Linked DNA regions of Sus scrofa: region 1 is linked to region 2. Evidence: chromatin contacts called from public Hi-C data. All regions are on one chromosome and are shown on one strand. The core of a region is the stretch at or near the end of the contact, and the rest is flanking DNA. Distances in the headings are between cores, read along the strand shown. Region 1 holds the start of PRKRIP1 (PRKR-interacting protein 1). Region 2 overlaps COL26A1 (collagen alpha-1(XXVI) chain).

Region 1 (4,968 bases), core at 1,682-4,181, 570 kb before region 2:
AATGCTTAACAGTTCTTCCTGTACAATTTCCAAATAATTCTCAATTCTTCATCATCATTTGACAGGAGGAAAACTCCAGTCTCAAAGCTAGAAACTCAGAGGTAAAAACACTTGAGAAACACACCACTACTTGCACCAAGCCCACAGCTAAACTGGACTTACAGGCATTCAGCGGAAGAGAGAAAGCTATAGAGAAATAATAACTTACAGGTGTGACATCCTGCCTTCTACTCCACAGCAAATGGCCTCAAGGGAGCATCCTGCTGTGCTGGGTCTGACTTGGAAGCAACCTGGAGTCTACCCAATGTCTGCATCTCATGCTGACTTTAGAAAACAGCCCGGAGTTCCCGTCGTGGCGCAGTGGTTAACGAATCCGACTAGGAACCATGAGGTCGCGGGTTCGGTCCCTGCCCTTGCTCAGTGGGTTAACGATCTGGCGTTGCCGTGAGCTGTGGTGTAGGTTGCAGACGCGGCTCGGATCCTGCGTTGCTGTGGCTCTGGCATAGGCCGGAGGCTACAGCTCTGATTCGACCCCTAGCCTGGGAACCTCCATATACCGCGGGAGCGGCCCAAAGAAATAGCAAAAAGACAAAAAAAAAAAAAAAAAAAAAAAAAAAAAAAAAAAAAGAAAACAGCCGTCATGCACGCTACAACCAGACGCATCTCCTTTTCATCAAGGGCTTTTTTCTGAAAGGTGTACATGTACACTGCCCAAACTCAAGCCTCCTGGCTCACTGACCTTCTCAGCCATGGCATCCATGTAGTCCTGCCGCTGGTACTCTCTCCGGCGCAGATGCCTGTACACATGGAACTCTCCGCTGCCGGCCCCAGCACTTGAACCTAAAGCCAGGACAGTCCAGAGCTCTCGATGAGATCCAGTTACCAACACAAACTACCCTTCATCAAAAGGAACCAAAGACAGGCAGTAGAAGTGACGGACGGGACCATGCCTGCTCATCTCCCCACTGTACCCCAGAACCTAGCACAGCATCTGGCATGTTGTAGCGATCATGAAATACTTGTTGCATTAATGTTGACTGTGAAGTCACTAAAAATTCCACTCTAACACAGCATAAGAGGACAAGTAGGATTTCCATTGTGGCTCAGTGGTAATGAACCCAACTAGTATCCATGAGGATTTGGCTTTGATCCTCAGCCTCACTCAGTGGGTTAATGGATCTGGCATTGCTGTGAGCTGTAGTGTAGGCTGGCAGCTGCAGCTCCAATTCGACCCCTAGCCTGGGAACGTCCACATGCCTTGGGTAAGGCCCTCAAAAAAAAGAAAAGAAAAAAAAAAGTAGGTTAGCTTATCAAATAATATGTGTAGAACAATCATATTTTTGTAAGACATTTTTTCTTAAGCCTGAGTGGTTTTTGACTATAAAGACATTTGCAAGGAAAAATCAAAATGTTACAAATAGACCATTAGAATTACAGGTGGTTCTAATTTTTCTCCATCTGTTACTTATTCTTTACAGTTGTTAATTTACTACTCAACAACATAAAACTATTTCAATTTTGAAAAAAGAGTATTATTATTAAAACAGTGCAGGAGTTCCTGCCGTGGTGCTGGGGAAACGAATCCGACTAGGAACCATGAAGTTGTGGGTTCGATCCCTGGCCTCGCTCAGTGGGTTAAGGATCTGGCATTGCCGTGAGCTGTGGTGTAGGTTGCAGACATGGCTCGGATCCCGAGGTGCTGTGGCTCTGGTGTAGGCTGGCAGCTGCAGCTCTGATTAGACCCCTAGCCTAGGAACCTGCATATGTGGCGGGTGCAGCCCTGAAAAGACAAAAACAAAAAACACAAAGCAGAAAAACAACAATGCAGAAAAAAATACTCTAATGCCAAGCCATAGCAACAATACCCCTTCACTGTAAGAGCGAAATACTGGATCAGTGAACTTTTTTCCTCCCTATGAGAGAGGTAATCAACAAATACTAGCTGCAAAGTTTTTATATCTACACTTTAAAGACCACATCCGAAAGACATTACCCATTACATCTCGGACAAATTCCGGGGGAGGTCGAGGTGCCCATTCACTCACTTTTTCTGGAATTGGAACTGCTTTGTCCTGCAACACACAGAAAGCATTTATATGTACAAAGTCACAGCTTTTACAAAGAACTGGACTAATGAAGTACAGTTGTTTTGCTCCTTGGACCCAAAGCCGAGTGTCTCTTCTTCCCTCTGCCTTTTCTTCTCCCCATACACTATGGATTCTATCACAACCCACAACTTTCCAGGGCAGACCTCAGAAATGTAAGACATCATTTAGGGCTGGAAACCTCCGACTTTAAAAACTATTATTCGAAGAGAGTCAACCCTTCTTAGTCAAAGGTGGAAGAGACCTTCGCATCCAACATTTTCATGACTGAGGGGAATGACTTGCCCCAGTTGTCTCGGCTAATGCCTCTCTAACAGCTGGTGCTATTTAGGAGAAAAATATCCTTGGGCTAACCCACGGATTCTCTCTCTCCAACTTAAGGCTTCTTTTCACACGGTTAAACTGGAAAGAGCCTTAAAGCACGGGAAGCCACCCCATAAGCCTTCACCCAGGCTGGGCTCTAATGTAAAGGCAGGAGAGAGCTCACTATCTTTGGGGCAGCCTACTTCTTCCTCAGGTCTGACTCTAGATTTCGGGTTCTGAGTTCTAGAGTTCAGAGGGGGGGAAAGTGGACCCGCAGGCGTCCGGAGATGCCGGAACCGAAGGAGGTGGGACTCGGGGGGGCCGTCAGCCCTCTGTCTCACCGGGTTCTTCATGAGCCGTTCCAGCTTGAGCTTCTGCTCCTCCGCCGCATTCTTGGGGATGACGAGCGTCTGCGGCTCTTTCTTGGGCCTGGGCGGTCGCACCGAGGAGGCAGCTGAACTCGCCATGACTACTCTCCAGCCTCCCTGTGGAGGGGCGGAAGCGGCGGCGCGCGTATGACGACAGAGCCGCGCGCCTGCAACGCACGCGCAGTCTCCTCGCTGGGCGGGGCTGGGGCGGAGTTGCCGGCCGGAAGCGGGCTGCTGAATATTCATGAACCCAAGGCCGAGAGGGGTTATATTGATTAAACCTGCTAGATTTCATTTCCTGTTTCTGAGCAAATGAGGGCAGCGAATGCTCTTGCCCCTGGGGGAGAGGTGGCCCTGCGTGCCCGAGGGTCCGGCCCTAGCAGACCTTTCCAGTCGTGGCGCGCACTGTGGCTCCGCCGCCGCTCAGCTAATGGCTTTGAGCATCCTCCACTCCCACCCCCACCCCCGCCCCCGCCCCCAGGGCCTTTGTCTGGACCGCTCCTCCTCCCATTTCTGACAGTCTTAAGACAGCGCGAACAAGTCACTGTGAGTTCCCTGAGGACTGGCACTGCTTCTCTTTTCTCACCTCGAATTACTCTGCACCTGGCTCCCTGCAACTATACCTCGGTCGAGTGAACGGGCTTTCTTATGATAAGGAGGGTAGCTGCCCCTCACATCTGGGAGCTGGCCTGGCATTCACTGCTAGGCCTTGGTATTCAGCGGGACGTAAACAATTTTCCAGAACACCGCCATCGTGCAAGGCCGTTGTGTGGCCATGATGGAGCAAGGCATAAACAAGACTGCTCTGTAATCATGTTCAAAGTCAAATAAAAACAAGAATATTGTTGGAATCAGTCTTGGTCTGATTCCAACAATATGAAACATTTCCCCATTCTGACTAATATGAGTAACTGCTGCTTCTTTATAGCATTAGCCTCCCACTTTAAATATTTACTAAGGCTTGCAATTGTAGAGCCGTCCCAGCTTCCTGACATCTAGTCCAGAGAAAAAGCCCACTTGCTTGAACCCTCCCCCAGATCACCTGACCCAGGCCCAAATTCTTTAAGTCTTTTTAAACACTCTTACTGAAGTAAATGCAGTCTTCCTTCTCAAAAGAGGCATTGAGCCCAATTCGTTCAACGATAAGTGTGTTCCTGGTGGTATTCAGAATATTTCTCATAGAGAGTGGAAGTTCTGTCTTGTTCATTGGTATAGTCCCAGTGCCTGGGGCAAGGCCTGGCCTATGGCACAATACTCAATAAACACTTGCTAGATGGGGAGTTCTCACTGTGGCGCAATGGGATCAGCGGCATCTTGGGAGCACTGGGACGCAGGTTCAATCCCAGCCCTGCACAGCAGGTGAAGGATCCGGTGTTGCCGCAGCTACAGCTTAGGTCAAAACTATGGCTCAGGGAGTTCCCGTTGTGGTGCAGCGGAAACTGATCTGACTAGTAACTGTGAAGTTGCGGGTTTGATCCCTGGCCTTGCTTGGTGGATTAAGGATCCAGCATTGCTGTGAGCTGTGGTGTAGGTCGCAGACGTGGCTTGGATCTGACATTGCTGTGGCTGTGGCCTAGGCCTCCAGCTACAGCTCTGTTTCTACCCCTTACCTGGGAACTTCCATAAGCTAAGGGTGCAGCCCTAAAAAGAAAAACAAAAAAACAAAAAAAACTATGGTTCAGATCCGATCCCTGGCCAGGGAATTCCATATGCCCTGGGGTGGAAAAAAAAAAAATTTGCTGGATGAACATGGGATCTTGGGGGCCAGGCACCTCAGATACTATGATGCTACTGCTACCGTGGCCTGCCCAGCCTGCCCAGCCCAGGACAGCTCTCCCACTGAGTCCCTTGGGATGGACAAGTGGTGGGTGCTTGGAGGGTGCTTGGAGCGTTCTTGATTAGCACCCTGAGGCCATTCTTGGATGGTTTTCCAGGGGCCAAGTTTGCTCAATTAGGGCAAGACTTCGAATGACCCAAGTCGGTCATTGGAACCTAGGGAGGGCTTGGTCTCGGGGGGATCATGCCCACGTGATCCTACATCACAAACCCTGGCCACCCAGGCGCCTTTTTCCCAAACACACCACAAAACAAAAACTACCTGGAATGTCTTTCCCTGCCTGGAGAACTCCTACGCTCTCCTTTTCTTGGCGTAAATGCCACCTCCTCCATGAAGCCTTCCCTGACTACCCCCA
Region 2 (5,157 bases), core at 86-2,585:
ACCGTCTGTGCTACCCCCTTGCAGCCAACTTCACACTGAGATGCAGTCACGACTGACTCATCTGTCCCCGCCCCCCCGGGGCTGGGACCCCCCCCTTCATCCCATGGCCAGTGCCAGGCTCGGACCAATGGTGTCAGTACAGCTCTCCTGCTAAGACTCAGCCCAGGGGCAGGAGGGAAGCACTGGGAAGGGCCTCGAGTGCAGTTACCTCCGCAGCGGTGGCTTTGTCCTCCTCTTCCGCCTTCCCGCCAGGCTCCCCTGGGAAGAAAGTCACGCAGTCACAATGGGTGCGGGGCAGGACACCCCTCCACCCTCCCCAGCTTCTCCCGCAGACCTGGGGGTTAGCAGAGCAGGGGACGGCCAAGGCTGCAGGGACCCCTGCACAGCCCGGCATAGGATTGATTTTAGGGGCTTAATACTGTTTCTAGGGAGGAAGGAGTGAGGCTTGGAACCCCATGAGCTCATGTCTCAGCCCTTCCTCTGCGTCTCGGGACTCTGAGTTCCTGACTCTGGAGGGGCCAGTAATATTGGTCTCAAAATAAAAAGCCAGGTGGCCACTTATTCCTGTGTGACCTTGAGCAAGTTACTTTACCTCTCTGTGCCTCAGTTGTCTCATCTCAAAAATGGAAGTAATAACAGGCTGCTTTGTAGAGCTATTAGGAGGATCTAAAAAGTCCATATTGCTAAGAAGCTTGGGAAAAGTACGGCTTTGGAGGCTAACACTCCTGGGTTTAAATCTTGGCTCTACTGTTGTCTAGCTGTGTGACCCGGGGCGAATTGCTTAACCTCTCTGAGCCTTCGCAGCCTGTTCTGGCAAATAGGAGGACTAAAGCGCCATCTCCCGGGGTCACTGTGAAGCTTAAACACACTGTGGATGAAGAGGACCTCCACGCAGAAGGCGCTCCGCAAAGATCCGCCCCTTTGCCCCAGCCCCACGCCCCTGACATGAGACTCGCCCACCTCCTTGGCCCTGGGGACCAGGGCTGACACTCAGCAATTCTTATTTCCAAGAAGGGACATTAGAGGTCGCTGTCTATGTCTGTAGACAGACATGTTCAGAGAAGGCGAGGATCTGCAGGTCACACAGCACGTGGGCCCAGGGGCCTGGCTCTGCAGAAGCGACCTCAGGACTCTGACCCAAGCCCCCCAACAGAAGGCCACTTCAGGCCTGACTTCTTACACCCAGTGAGGGGGCTCCCGCCTCTCAAGGTCACCCCTTCTCAACTTGGGCGGCTGGGACAGCACTCAGACTGCCTGTTTCTGTCCCTCTGCCCGGTCCAGGCTGGGCTGGGTGAGGCCGCGCCTGTGGGGGCTGTGGGGCTGGGCTCAGCAAGGCTGCCCGGGGCGGAGGCCCACCCACCTGATGCCCTGGGTCTGCCCCAGAGCCCATCGCCCTGGGGGTGGCCCCTCCACAGCGCCCCGCACTTACAGACGGCCCCATCACGCTGTGCTCTGCAGCCAGGCCCTGCCAAAAAGCAAACAGAGCCATTAGGCCTCGCCTGCCCTGGCCAAGCCCTCAGCCCTCCCCTGACCCTCCCCTGGCACTGGGATCCGGAAATATGAAAACTAGGATGGGAGGAGGATGGCACAGAGGAAATGGAAGGGCCACGGCTGGGGGCCTCCCCGTCCTGGAGCCCCCTCCACTGGCCGGTGTGTGACCCTGGGCCTCGGCTGAGCTTCCATCTTCTTTTCTATGAAATGGGGCAATGCCGAGCCTGGTTACCACTCAGAGAAGGGACCAGAGGGCAAAGCACCCAACCCCCAGCTCGTGGAGAGAATGAGTGACAACAACAGGGATCAGAGGGTTCCATGCATAGACCCCCCCCCCAGTCAGTGCTGGGCCCAGACGGAAGGCTTCTGGGATCCCTAGACCCGTGGGTCCAGCCATCCTCCAGCACCCCCACCTGACTGCTCCAGCACCCCTACCTGAGGTGCCCTCATTCGACCTCTCCAAAGCAGAACTCCCCCCACCACCCCAGACCCGCCGCCCCACCCGGAAGTCTCTCTTCTCAGAAATGGCTCCGTGGCTCTGCAGCTGCTCCCGCACACCTCGGAGTAACCTTCGCTTTCCGTCCCCCACCCCCAGACCTAGCCCATCAGCCAGACCTGTCAGGTCCACTTTCTAAAGGTGTCCGTCCCCTCTGTCATTTCCTCCGCACTGCTGGTCTCCCTGCTCCACTCCCCCCTCCCCCACCCTCCCCACCTCCTGCAGCAGCGGGGCCTCCGCAAGCTGTAAATCAGGTCACGGACTCTCCGGTCCTGAAACGTGCCTGGCCCCCTCTCCACTGTGACTCCAACCCACACATCAGCCTGCTTCCCCACCTCACCTCACCCCACGCTCTCTGCTCCGTGTGTGCTGGGCGTTTCCCTGCCTCAGGGCCTTTGCACTTGCTCGACCCTCTACCTGGCATGCTCCTCACATCTTCGCATGGCTGCTCCTTCTGGTTCCCTGGGTCTCAGCTGAAGTCTCACCTCCGCCTGTCAGTCACCCCCCTCCTGTCACCTTAGATGCCTTCCCAGCTACTCTATCACCTGTGCCTCCCCTGTTAGACTGGCAGCTACCAGGGGGCAGGGATCCTGACTTTGTTCTCGTGCCCAGCACAGTGTCTGACGCAAGTGAGACCCCAGGACATAGTTGGTTAGTGAAGGGCATTTATTAAGGGTCTCCTCGGGACCTGGCATTTTCCATCTACTTTCCCCATTATTTCTCACAACAAACCTGCCCGGATGGGACTTTTATTCTAATTTCATAGATGGGGAAACGGAGGCCCAGGGGATCAGTGACTTGCTCAGGGTCACCCCGCTGGAAACTGGCAGACCCGGGGAGCCAGGAGAGGTCGCGTTGCTGGCACAGAGCTCCGGGCGTGTGGAGCTCGGCCAGTCTCCTCCTGCCAACCTCCCCCAGTTCCCGGGGCCTCTGCAGCCCTCACCCCACAGAGCAGGGAGACCAGCAGTGCACCAGAGACAGGGTCTCTGTCACTGTCATTCTCTCTCGCCTGCCCCCACCCTCTCTCTCCAGGCCCAGTGGCCAGGGGTCCAAGGAGCCAGAGGGTGCTCTTGGGGAACTCAGGCTCCTGCTTACCTGCCCGCCCCACCGGACTCAGGAGCAGATCAGGCCCGAGGGCCTTTTGCACCCTCTGTGGCCTCTGCCCAGCCCGGGCCCTGCCCACCAGCCTGGTCTGTGCCACGTCCACCCTCCCTCTGCCCTACGCTGCATGGGGCCTGGCCCGGTCATGCCCAGGGCACCCCCCCCAGCCCTTCTCCTCCATGCCGCACCCTCCTGGGGGGAAAACAGCAGAGAGCAGATCCGGAGCCGTAGGACACGGGTTCTCTGACGCCTAGAACATCGTCTCTAGTGAGCTGGCCCGCGGCGTGGCTGGCGCCCACCTTGTGCTTGGGAATGTGTGTTAAATGACTAAGGGGACTCACAGGGCCACCAGATCCACCTCCCTGGCAGGGTGAGGGGGCACTTCTCAGCCACCCCACTTCACCCGAGCTCTAGGGACTGCGGAGCCCTCAGAGCAGGGGCCGCAGGAAGCTCCATGTGGTAGGACAGCCCCAAACGCCACCCTTTCTGCCTCTGCATTCAGGCCCCATTCCCCCTCCTCTGCGCGACTCTTCCCCTCAGGCCCCCGGGCTCCTGCAGCACGAGGCACTTCCACCTGCGCCTTACTCTCTTTCACTCCCTGTGACAATCCACGAGGGAGAAGCTGTACTCCCTGTCTCAGCAACCAAGGGAGCTGGAGCCCAGAGAGGCTCTTTCTGCCCGGGTCACACAGCTGGGGGGCAGAGCAAGCTGGGGTTCAGGGCCATGTGTCAGGCTTCAGAGTGACCCCTCACAGGTGATTCTCACTGGAGAGGGGCGAGGGGCCAGGATGGACATTCCGTGATCCTCTGGTGGCGGCATCTGGGTCTCAGTTGGCTGCTCTATGAAATGGGAGCGACGTTAACACCTCCCAGCACAGGCAGAGTGGGCAGCAAAGGGCCGCTGCTGCTAACAAGGCCAGATCCTGCGCTTGCTGGGCCCATGTGGGGACTGGCCAGGCGAGCTGGGTCCTCCTGAGCAGCTGTGCTGGTTAGAAGCCCTGCTCCTCTCTCCCTGGGGAGAAAATGCCCCCTCTCCCGCCAGAAATGGGAAAGCCCTTACCTGGGATCCAGGTGTGCCTGGGGGTCCAGGGGGACCATGTGGTCCAGGGGGACCTGCAAGCAGAGTCACAGATGGTCCTCTGGGGCCAGAGAAGCCCGCTGTCCACCATCAGCTCTCAAGAAAGACCTTCTGACCCCACTCCCCCAGCCCTTCCCCTGGGTCTGTCCGCATGGCAGCAAACTGAGGTCTGGTGAATGAATGGTGGGGAGGGGGGCACGTGCTTCCTCCCCCGCTGCTGCCCCTGCACACTCCTAGGGCCTCATCCATGGGCAGCCCCACACCCCTGCCCCAGCTGGCCAGTCCCCTCGAGTCCGCTTCTCCTGGGGACCTTAGACCTGACTCCTCTGAGGCTATTCCTCACCTGCTGCCTGACCATTCACCCCTCCACGCAGCCACCCAGAGCGACCTTGCGGTTAGGTCCCTCTCAGCCCAGCCCACTCCTCCTTCATCCCCCAGATACCCTCCCAGAAAGTTCCCCCACATCTGTCTTCGCTGCTGTAGTTCTTTCCTCCTGGAGCGTCTCTATCTTCTCTGCATCCTAGCAAACTCTTTCCTATTGCTCTTTCCTACTAGTTTCAGGCTGAGCATCACCTCCTCCAGGAAGTCTTCCAGCACCTACCCCCAAATCTTCTCTAGGCAAATTCCTGACCTGGAGCAGCCACTGCCCATGGCCCCTGTCAGCTTACTATGGACCATGTTTCTCCCATGGGCCAGGGAGTGTTCAGAGGACCAGTCCTGATGCGTGCAGCAAAGGGGGTGGTGTCCAGGACCTAACCTCCCAAATGCTTGGAAGACTGAGGCCTCTGTCCCCTGTGCCTCCCTGGGCCCCCTGAGCTGATCCCCCTCCCAGCCCGCGCCTCCCCTGCTCTGGCTCACCGAGGGCAGCCTGGGGCCACACAGAAACACTGCATCACCCCAAGGGAGCTGTCACCCAGGAGTGGGGGGCCTCACCTCAAGCCACTGAGGGCTGAGGCAGACCCAGTGCCCTGCCAAGGCCACAAGCTCCCACC

The links. Hi-C and Micro-C count contacts between places; a contact is called where the count stands out from the background.
Region 1: a contact with region 2 is called in a Hi-C map of omental adipose tissue, with 2.3 times the contacts expected there. The contact joins the promoter of PRKRIP1 here to the enhancer-like site in region 2. A contact is called at or near these places in 14 of 47 Hi-C or Micro-C datasets (alveolar macrophages, blood, embryonic fibroblasts and 9 more) and 1 of 2 datasets of contacts at active chromatin or transcription factors (alveolar macrophages).

The regions. Positions count from the first base shown.
Region 1 is chr3:9,721,951-9,726,918 of Sscrofa11.1, reverse strand. PRKRIP1 (PRKR-interacting protein 1) reads right to left here and starts at 2,931. Exons shown (of 7, transcript XR_002342313.1): 1 at 2,750-2,931; 2 at 1,994-2,072; 3 at 740-840.
Region 2 is chr3:9,154,334-9,159,490 of Sscrofa11.1, reverse strand. It overlaps COL26A1 (collagen alpha-1(XXVI) chain), which reads right to left. Exons shown (of 14, transcript XM_021086264.1): 10 at 4,148-4,200; 11 at 1,430-1,465; 12 at 209-259. Among named protein-coding and RNA genes, the nearest start is that of MYL10, 42 kb to the left of the region's middle. Within about 2 kb of position 1,335, at least 1 of the 83 cell types and tissues checked has an H3K27ac peak or open chromatin away from gene starts, as enhancers often do. A contact at or near this core is called in omental adipose tissue, where this site is marked.